2 separate regions of the Triticum aestivum genome follow, and region 1 is linked to region 2. Evidence: chromatin contacts called from public Hi-C data. All regions are on one chromosome and are shown on one strand. The core of a region is the stretch at or near the end of the contact, and the rest is flanking DNA. Distances in the headings are between cores, read along the strand shown.

What was found. A called contact is a pair of places that touch in the nucleus more often than the background predicts.
Region 1: a contact with region 2 is called in a Hi-C map of leaf, with 4 times the contacts expected there. The contact joins the enhancer-like site here to the promoter of LOC543042 in region 2. A contact is called at or near these places in 4 of 5 Hi-C or Micro-C datasets (leaf and root) and 1 of 1 datasets of contacts at active chromatin or transcription factors (leaf).

What each region holds. Positions count from the first base shown.
Region 1 is chr7D:229,255,370-229,259,907 of IWGSC CS RefSeq v2.1, forward strand. No RefSeq gene overlaps it. Among protein-coding and RNA genes, the nearest start is that of LOC543042, 120 kb to the left of the region's middle. Within about 2 kb of position 2,357, at least 4 of the 8 cell types and tissues checked have an H3K27ac peak or open chromatin away from gene starts, as enhancers often do. A contact at or near this core is called in leaf and root, where this site is marked.
Region 2 is chr7D:229,136,532-229,141,266 of IWGSC CS RefSeq v2.1, forward strand. LOC543042 reads right to left here and starts at 2,541. Exons shown (of 5, transcript XM_044583513.1): 1 at 2,081-2,541; 2 at 1,547-1,650; 3 at 861-1,037; 4 at 1-507. The coding sequence starts at 2,217.

The DNA of each region.
Region 1 (4,538 bases), core at 1,107-3,606, 120 kb after region 2:
GGCGGCCGTATCGACAAGACCGACAGTGGGACTTTGATCTGAACATGATGTGTGATGCGGACCGTGGTCTCTGGCGGTGCATCGTGCCCATGATCTGTGTGTACGCCGTCGAGTGGCACTTGCCACACCGCGTGGCCACGCAGTTTGGGATTTATCAGCATACCCCACCGGGCCAGCCCACCGATACCGGCGGCCACGCGCTCCACCTGTGAGCGCTTTGTTCTCCGTGCCCATGATTTCATTACGCTTATCATGTTTCTTGTTGCTTATGATGATCTCATTGCGCTTATGATGATTCTTGTTGCTTATGCCTTGCAGGATGAGCCGGCAGAAGAATCAGTCGATCACAGACTGGGGAGAGGAGCATAAGACTCATGTGATGGAGTGGGACCGACGGAGGTACCGTAAAGACGTGGAGAGGAAAGTGACTGACTGGGATGCTTACCTGGGCCGACACATGAGGTGGTACGATGGTGGCCAGAAGCACCGTCTTCGTCTCAGGCCTCGGTGGACGGCTGAAGACATCGCGGAGCTGGAGAGGGATGACCCCGAGAAAGAGGCCTACCAGACCAGCATCAGAGACATGCACAGTGGATTTAGGGAGTTTGCACCCCTCATCAACAGAGTGGTAAGTTTGAACCGACGGTTGTATTTAAATTATTTTATTCGTCATCATGACTGACTTATGTCGTTGCAGTCTGGTGAGCTGAACAGATGCATCTTTGAAGCCTCAGATGCACTAGGTGATCTCCTCGGGAGCGTACAATCTGAGAACAAAGTGAGGGGGACGATGAAGGTACAATTTCAGCCTCCTCGGAATAGATGCATCTTGTTCACTTGCAATCAGACGATCTGTTACTTATTATGTCCTTGTTTCATTGTGAGTGCAGAAGTTCGTGAAGCGCTGTCGCAAGCTGGTAGGGCTGCTTGGGTGTGCTGGAGCTGGGTCAGTTGAAGCTTATCAGCCTGTAGCCACACAGGGTCTCATCGGCTCATCGAGCCATGCTCCCTCGTTGTCTAGGTTGGTTGGGGAGGAGGAGGAAGAGGATGACGAGGAGGAGGCCACACATGTAGAAGGGGAGGAGGAGGAGGATGAGAGCAACGGGGAGGAGGAGTACGATGAAGATTATGGACCTCCACCAACTCAAACATCTCAAGCATCTCAGCTGCCGAAGAGGAATCCGAAGAAGAAAGATTTGCTGAGTCCGGACCCTTTCCAAAGACCGGTTCCTCGACGGCCCAAGAAGAAGACCGAAGAGACTCGTTCAAAGAGTAACGAGGACCGTACCTCCAAAGGGGAAGGAGCAACTGATTATGCTCTTCGATACTTGGCTCTTTTAGTTTGGTTGAACTCCGTTTGGTTGAACTTGTCTAATGGTTGTGAAACTACGTGGAACTATGTGTTTGCTATTTGTGGATCTATGTGTTTGCTACTATGTGGAACTCCGTTTACTAATTAGTTGAAATTCGTTTGAAATGTTATATGCACTTCAAGTTATCTAATGTGGATCTATGTGATGCCCAAGTTTAATTGTTTAAAATCTGTGATATTGCTGCCATATTTGTGAAACTTGCTGTGATATTGCTGTCATATTGAATTTGAAAACAAGCAACCAAATGAACTAGAAACAACAAAACAGGGGACCCTACCGCCAGGGTGCCTGGCGGTAGGGTCAGACAGCCTACCGCCAGCCCCCATGGCGGTAGGGTGAACCTACCGCCAGGGCCCTTGCATATTTCGTTACAGAAGCTTTATACGGCAAAAGACAGGACCCTACCGCCAGGGGCCCTGGCGGTAGGGTCAGACAGCCTACCGCCGTTAGGGTCAGACAGCCTACCGCCATGGGTCCTGGCGAGGGCCCTTGCATCTTTCGTTACAGAATGTTTGTACGGCAAAACCCTGCCACACCTTACCGCCAAGGCCCCTGGCGGTAAGGTACTTATCCACGTCAGCACGCGGTGACAGCCGCCGTCCCCCTCCATCACACCCTATCGTCAGGGCCCCTGGCGGTAGGTTGTCTAACCCTATCGCCAGAGCCCCTGGCGGTAGCAAAAGGGTCAAATCCCGAAAATATTTTAAACCAGGGTCAGATCTTAATTTTGTTTGTCAAAAGAGTCAAAACACGAAATTTCGCCACGCTCGCGAAGTCACGGTCGCTCACGCGTGCTCGTATCCCTTACTCATAATTAGCACCGTTCCCTCCCTCCCCCGCGCGCGCCGAGCATTTTCCTCCGGCGTCGCGTAGAGGATGGATGGGGCAGCCGATGGATGGATGGGTGACATGGCGGTGGCCCTGCTAGACCGATCGATCGCTTGGTGCACGCTGCTGGCTCCTATACAGCCGCAAGCCCGCGTGGACCATGCACCATGCGCTGCACGCCTCGATCAGGCCAGGCCGCCATGTTGTTTTCGCATGTGTTGTGTGGAGGATGGCGTTTTTGGTTTGAGCTGCAAAACAAAAACAAGGACGTGTTTCGATCCTCGCCACGTTTTTTTTTCTTCCTATTTCCGCCCCTGCTTCAGCTGCCACACTATTTTTGTTTGTGATGGATTATACTCGCAGCAATCCCCACATTTATTATTGCAAATGGATATTACAAGTCACCTGCATCGTTAAGCCATTTTTTTTTTTGCGGGGATCGTTAAGCCATCCCCCTGTCAAAATTGGCAATTGTAAGAAAGTTCCTATTTTCTGACCGTCACTGTTTTCCACGAAATTTCTGACTTACAATTATAGCCGTCCAGTACTAGCCTTGGCGTGTGTTTTTTTTCTCTTGCGGGGGAAGTAGCCCTGGTGTTTGACTCAAGTATATATTGAGCAGAGTGCTTTCTCCGACGGTTCAACGGGCATTCAACTTTGAGCAGCCATGGATGCGCTGTGCGCACATGTACAAGCAATAGTTTTATGATATGATACATGCGGTTATTGACTTTACAAATATGGCAAGCAGCAGAAAGTGCAGCAGCTTTCAAATTATATCAGAATTGTTGAAAGCCACACAAATGCAACTAAAAAAGAATGGTTTCATTCTGGTAATGAAACCAGAGGCTGCGGCCTCCCTTTTGCCCCAAAAAACAGCTGATCAGACAGCGCTGCCCGAGGAAACAGGCGATCAAAGAGGCTGAAACATCACTGGGACCAAAATTCAGTTATGAAGACGGTGTTGATCAAGGAAGAAGCACGGGTAACATCACTGGGACCAAAATTTGATTCTGGTGGTTCATGCTCGGTACTGCTACCGGTAGTAGTACAACTCATGTGCCCTGCACCATTCGTTTCATTATTTCCAAATGCACTATTATTTCCAGTGCAATTATTTGCTTGGTTCTTCTTCTTTGGGCATCCTTATCATCACTACCAGATCTAATAGTACAGCATATAATACACATCTTCATTCATGTCTTGGTTGAAATATTCCCCGGATCTTCTCGACGATCCCTAGTTAACCATACATGTGCAGCCCTCTCCCCATTATATGTACACGAAAACATTTACTCCCTCCGTTTTAAAACAAGTGTCATCGATTTAGTACAAAAGTCAGTGATACTTATTTTGAGGCGGAAGAGTATTTCTTAAATTGATATGTTTACTTAGGAAATAAATTAATAAACATGCATGCAGTCATTTCGTCTGATTCTGACTGGCTGCTACCAATGAGAGCGAGATATAATCATACTGTAGAGTTTCTTAAATTTTGGCTTGCGATTGGTCGGTGGTGGCGGCTCGTGCCGTGACGACGAGCGGCCGCGCATTGGATGCCAATCACACACATCGCCGAGCCCATCCCACCGGGCGGACAGGTTTGGTCACCCTGCCTCCTGCTTTTGCTAGCCCATGTTTCAGTCCAATGGCAGCGTCACACATGACGACTTTTTAATCGGCGAATGATGGCGCCAATAATCGTTGATTGATAATTAGCTTAGCTCCAAATCAAAGCACGGCCCATGGTCTCTAATTTTGTCATTGGTCGCTTTCTGCCACCGGCTCAAGATGTCGCGGTCTGGCTAACAAAAAATATTTAGGTTTGGTTTGGTATACCTCACAAGGTTTTTTCTTTTGTTTGCAGGAACGTCGTTATAGCAATAAAGATTGGAAATCCGTGCTTAATTTTTCTTATATGAACTACCCTCTCCCTATCAAAATATAAGACATATTTTAGATTAGTTAGAGCATCTATAGCCGAGCATTCCAAACCCGTCTCAAACGTCCGGACAAATGGCCCGATCATTGACCAGTCACAAAATTGTGACCCATACGGGCATCCCAAATAAGCCTCAAACATCCGGGCTGATCGTCACCCCTCATTCCAGCCCAAATTTGGAGGTCCTGGCCCATGCTGGTCCACCCGACTCCATATATATTCTTCCCCATCTGCTCGTCGGACGAAACCCTAGCCACTTCACTCCACTCCCCTCCACCCCCTCCGCCTCCCAAGCTCCCGCCCGACGATCTCCGGCCTTCTCCGGCATGGCGGACAACGGATCCGAGTCCTACAACTCCAAATCCGTCGATCCTGAGCTCACCTCACGCGGCCCC
Region 2 (4,735 bases), core at 1,291-3,790:
TGAAATGGTTATGAAGAGATGGCTCAACAATGGAAAGCAAATGATATAACGCTGAGGAGGCTTCAATAGCAGGTGGTAGACTTGAGCTAGATCCAACACTGGATGGAGAGTAAAATTCTGCCATGCGAACCACTCCGCCACCCCCATCCATCAAACCATCAAAAATGGCATAGGCATCATGCTCCATGAATCTTTCAGATAATACAATGCCTAGTTCACCTTCAGCTCCATATGCATCACTAAGTAAAATTATTTCTTTTGTATCTGAGTCAAGCTCATCAAGACTGTTAGCTCTGGAGGCACTTTCAGAATCATTTTCATTGTCAGTTCCTGAATGCCACTTTGGGTCCTTTCTAGGTTTATAACTAAAAACCATATCAGTATCTGGGAAAGGTACTCCAACAAAATCATCATTGAAGCAGTCTTCATGGAGTTTTCGTATTTGCGATAGTTTATCAATGTCGACCTGAAGAACATACACAAGTGGAGCCAATAGCTCATGCATTCCTGTGTCAAGATGAGCCATATGTCAGGCCATATTCAGCAATTAAACAAGAAAATATAAATGAAAAGATATACTGAAGTGGCCATGCTACTTAGTCAAAAGATACTTTAGTGCTACCCAGCATTGCTATTAAGAGATCTCAAAGCTAATTAATATGCTTCAACAATGCCATCTTAAGATATTATACTCTTGTTTTATAAAATGGTAATTTTTACCAACTTAGTCTCGTGCAAAGATTAACAGCCCTAGATGATTTTAGACCCATGAAGTTCTCAGTTGAAAAGAGAAAGCCAACCAGATTCCTTGAAACAACTTGAGAACTTTGTTTCTTCTACATGCGCAAGGAGTTTCTTACCTTGGCGGTAACCATACTGTGGATGCTGAAGACACCACATTAACAGTATCCTACGCAGCATGGCCTGGCAAGTAGGTGTTTGGAAGTAACTACCATCTTCGGGATACAAGCGAGACAAATCTTGGTCCACAGTCTTCTCCAACTCTGCCCCTCTGAAAAACCGACCCCAGCTACTCTCTGCAGAAAAAAGTTAAATGAAAATATCAAGATGGAAACTTGGAATCAGAGATGTCGCACAAAGTATCAAGCAACACTTGGAGGCTTTTGTTACATATCAATTATCATCATAGAAAAAGTGCACAATTTTGTGTGAGCAAGCTATTCACACTCTGAATAATTGGTTTCATCCCCCCTCTGCACTAGCATAGCTACTACACCAGTAATTATACCAGTAGAAAAGAGCCCTAATAAATAATTATGAACAATAATAAATTAATAAAAAGAGTACGCATTTATATCTTAATGTGTTACATAACACTTGTCAAGCACCACTCATCGTTTAATAAATGAAGTGCATCACAACCCACGGAAATTCAGGAAAACACTTTGCAGTACAAATCTGTGATGGTGAGTGATCACGCAAGTGTTTGTAGTAGATAACAAGTCATCCATGTTCAAAGATACCCTTGTAATTTGTTTACCATGTCATCATCACAATTCACAAGATCATGTTTAGGATCAAATACCTGGGTTCTGAGAGAGCGGGTTGTCCACGATGAGGTTAGGTGATCTAGCCTCCTCCTTTGGAAGATGAGGGTCTACCAGAACACGGCGCCTCAAACTAACATACCTACAACAAGCATGAAACAAAATAAACATGTCATCCTTAGGTAGAAAGAAATAGCAAGGAGCAAAATTCATTTGCCCCAATCATTTATAGATCAGTAACAGCACCAATCTCTCTCGCCGAAATTTCATCTCATGAAACAAACATGGCACATGGCCATGTGCAGATAACACCGACAGAGTCAGAAATCTAGCAATCGACGAGCTATGTTCATATGACCACAACCAAATTAGATGCATTAGCAGCCGGTGATTGCAGTAATTTACTAACAAACACAACCATCTGGACGAAATCAACACCTGACCGCGCAAGAATCAAATGAAAGCCATAACAGCGCCGAGCCAGCTAAGCAGGAAAAACAGAGCAGAGCAGATTCCTGCCGCAAGAAGACAAAACACCAGCAAACACCCGGGAACAAGGATGGCGGGCTCACCTCCGCCGCGAATCGGCGGCAGCGCGGCGGAGCTCCTCGACGGAGGCCTCCGGCGACGCCGGCAGGATGCCGAGATCGACCCGCCACCGGACGCTGCGTAGACTCGAGAACCGCCGCCGCCTCTCCTCCTCCGCCATGGCCGGGCCCCTTCAGTTGCACGCGAATTGGACTCCCTCGAATTAACAACAACCCACAGCGGAGGCCAAGAAACGTGGCCAAAACGCTATATATAGCTTTGTTTATCTGTAGCAAAGTGGAAACCAAGAAAAGGAGGATCTTTCCGGGGACAAGGATTAGGTTTTCGGAGGATTTTGGGGGACGGAGAGGTCAGGGGGAGGTGAATTCGCCTCTCCTCTTCTATATCCGCGGGAATGGCGCTCTTGCTTGAGCTGGGGGAGGGGGCTGATTTGGCCGGGACGGTGGATGCTTGGAGGAGAGGGAGGGGGGTGGGGTGGGTTAGGCCGGAGGAGAGGAAGGGAAGGTCTCCCTCTTATTATTTTCTCGTTTATAGTAGTTTTTTAATTTATTTATTTTAACAGGAGAGAGAATCTATAGAAGAGGTTGAGGATTTTGTTCTCTATTGGCAGAGCAGATGGTAAGAGAGAGGTGATGGATGATGATGATGACTAGGAGAGTGGTGATTGGCAAGGTGGCTAGGCTTATTGGCTTTTTCTTGTTCTTTAATGAAGTTCTCTTAAATTATATTTATGCGGTTTTAAAGGAAATATCGGTGCTTGGATGTTTGTGGGTGTGTCTAACCGTGAAGGGGGCATGTATGGATGAGAGGAAGGAGCAAAGATGACGTCGTTGCTACCTTTTGTTGTGTGGTCTATTTTGATGGAACGGTTAAATAATGAAAGAGAACGCCATACGGATACCGCAACTGATTGTAGCATTGCACGCTATTCCTGTCTCTTTACTCGTCGTTTCGTTTCATCGATGCACCCTTGTTTAGCCGTTTAGGTTTACGGCTGAGTATGATTTGACATGTATCAATTAGTCCGCCGGATGCTAATCATAGTGGAAAGTGGCGATTGTAGCGCCATTCACGGTTTGAGGACCACCTTAAAAAGGTGAAGTAAGATGATAATGCTAAGTTTGTTAGAGCAATGGTTGGTCGAAGGGTTAACAACCGGTGATACAGTGAAGCGCCAGGTGTGATAGCTGGGAGAGCGAGGCGGGTGCCACGACAAGAGTGTAAGGATGGTTAAAAAAAGTACAGGCAATAAAAAGACGTGTGAATGCACAAAAGAGAGATTTCATTCATCAAGGATAGATGTATCGTGGAAGCGCATTTTATACCATGTCAAGTGCATTACTTGTGCCTTGGTGGTGCCACCGTGCACCATACGAGATAATATACACTTCATCGTTGTCTTAAGCTCTTTCACAATTCTAGAAGCAACTCTAGTAATTCCTGAAACGAAAACCATGTAATTTTGTCATGGCATATGCAAATAGAAGAGGGGTCGAACATCATGTAGCTCCGTTTATCAATGTTAAAAACACCTTCCTATGAAAATGACAAGAGAAGTTGCTACGAAGTACAGCCAATTCTTAATCTTATGGTAACATACTCACCCATATATGTTCTTTTTTCTAATACACATGCTTGCTTGCATGAGTAGGGGATAAGGATTGAAGGTATGATTGGCTCCCTTAATTGGGTATTACATGTCGCTGCTGCAGCTGACGACGTTGGAGCAAATTAGGAGGCACTACTAGTGTTTAGGATTACAAAACCCGCGTGCTGCAGAGGCAAGTAGAGCTGTTGTTGTTGACGTGTGTTTTACTACCTCTTGGTGACATTGACAAATCAAATTGGTTAATCTAACAGCCGATCGAGAATGGAATTCCTGGTGCAGGAACTCCATTACAGCAAGCACTACGTCTGTTACGTACACGGCGGCCCTGCTGCTTTATTATATGGAAAAAGCAAGTCCGATGCCATGGAAACGATCGAAGAAAGGAAGCAGAGCATGTGCAGTGCAGGGATTTGGAATTTCGTTGTGTGCCTGTGATATTTCTGTGTTCTAGTAATGGAAATAACCGCATGGCATTGGCAGCCGGAGCTTAGCTGGAGCACTGCAGGTATCCGCTGTAAACCAGTCGAATCTGCTCATCAGGCCAGGCGAGAGTCTGTCATGTAGGAGAGCATATCAGCTTTGGTCTAAACTACAGTAAGTACGGGTGCTGGCTCTCATAAATGTTTTTGTCCTGCGTACCCACCCGATCCGCCTGTAGTACCATTGACCCGGACCCACACACGGGCCAGCTGTGCCGTGTACACGTACGCATCCCCGTCAGATAGACCACAAGAGCCACGTCTCTCGCCTATCCATCCTCTTGTCTTGAGACCGCAAGCGCAAGCAAAGAAAAGTTCGAGACAAAACGAGAAGCAAGTTCCGGCAGGTTTCCGTTCCGTCCGGTCCAGCACGGCCGTAGCACGTCGACGGCGACGCTCGCAGAGTCACCATCCTGCATACGTGCTCCTATCTCCCGCTCATAATTAGCACTGTTCCCTCCGGCGCATTTTCCTTGGGCCTCACGGATAGGATGACATGGCAGTGGCCCTGCTCGATCGGCCGCTGGCTGCACGCTGGCTCATCGCCATGCATGGACCATGCGTTCCACGCCCCGGTCACGCCACCGGGT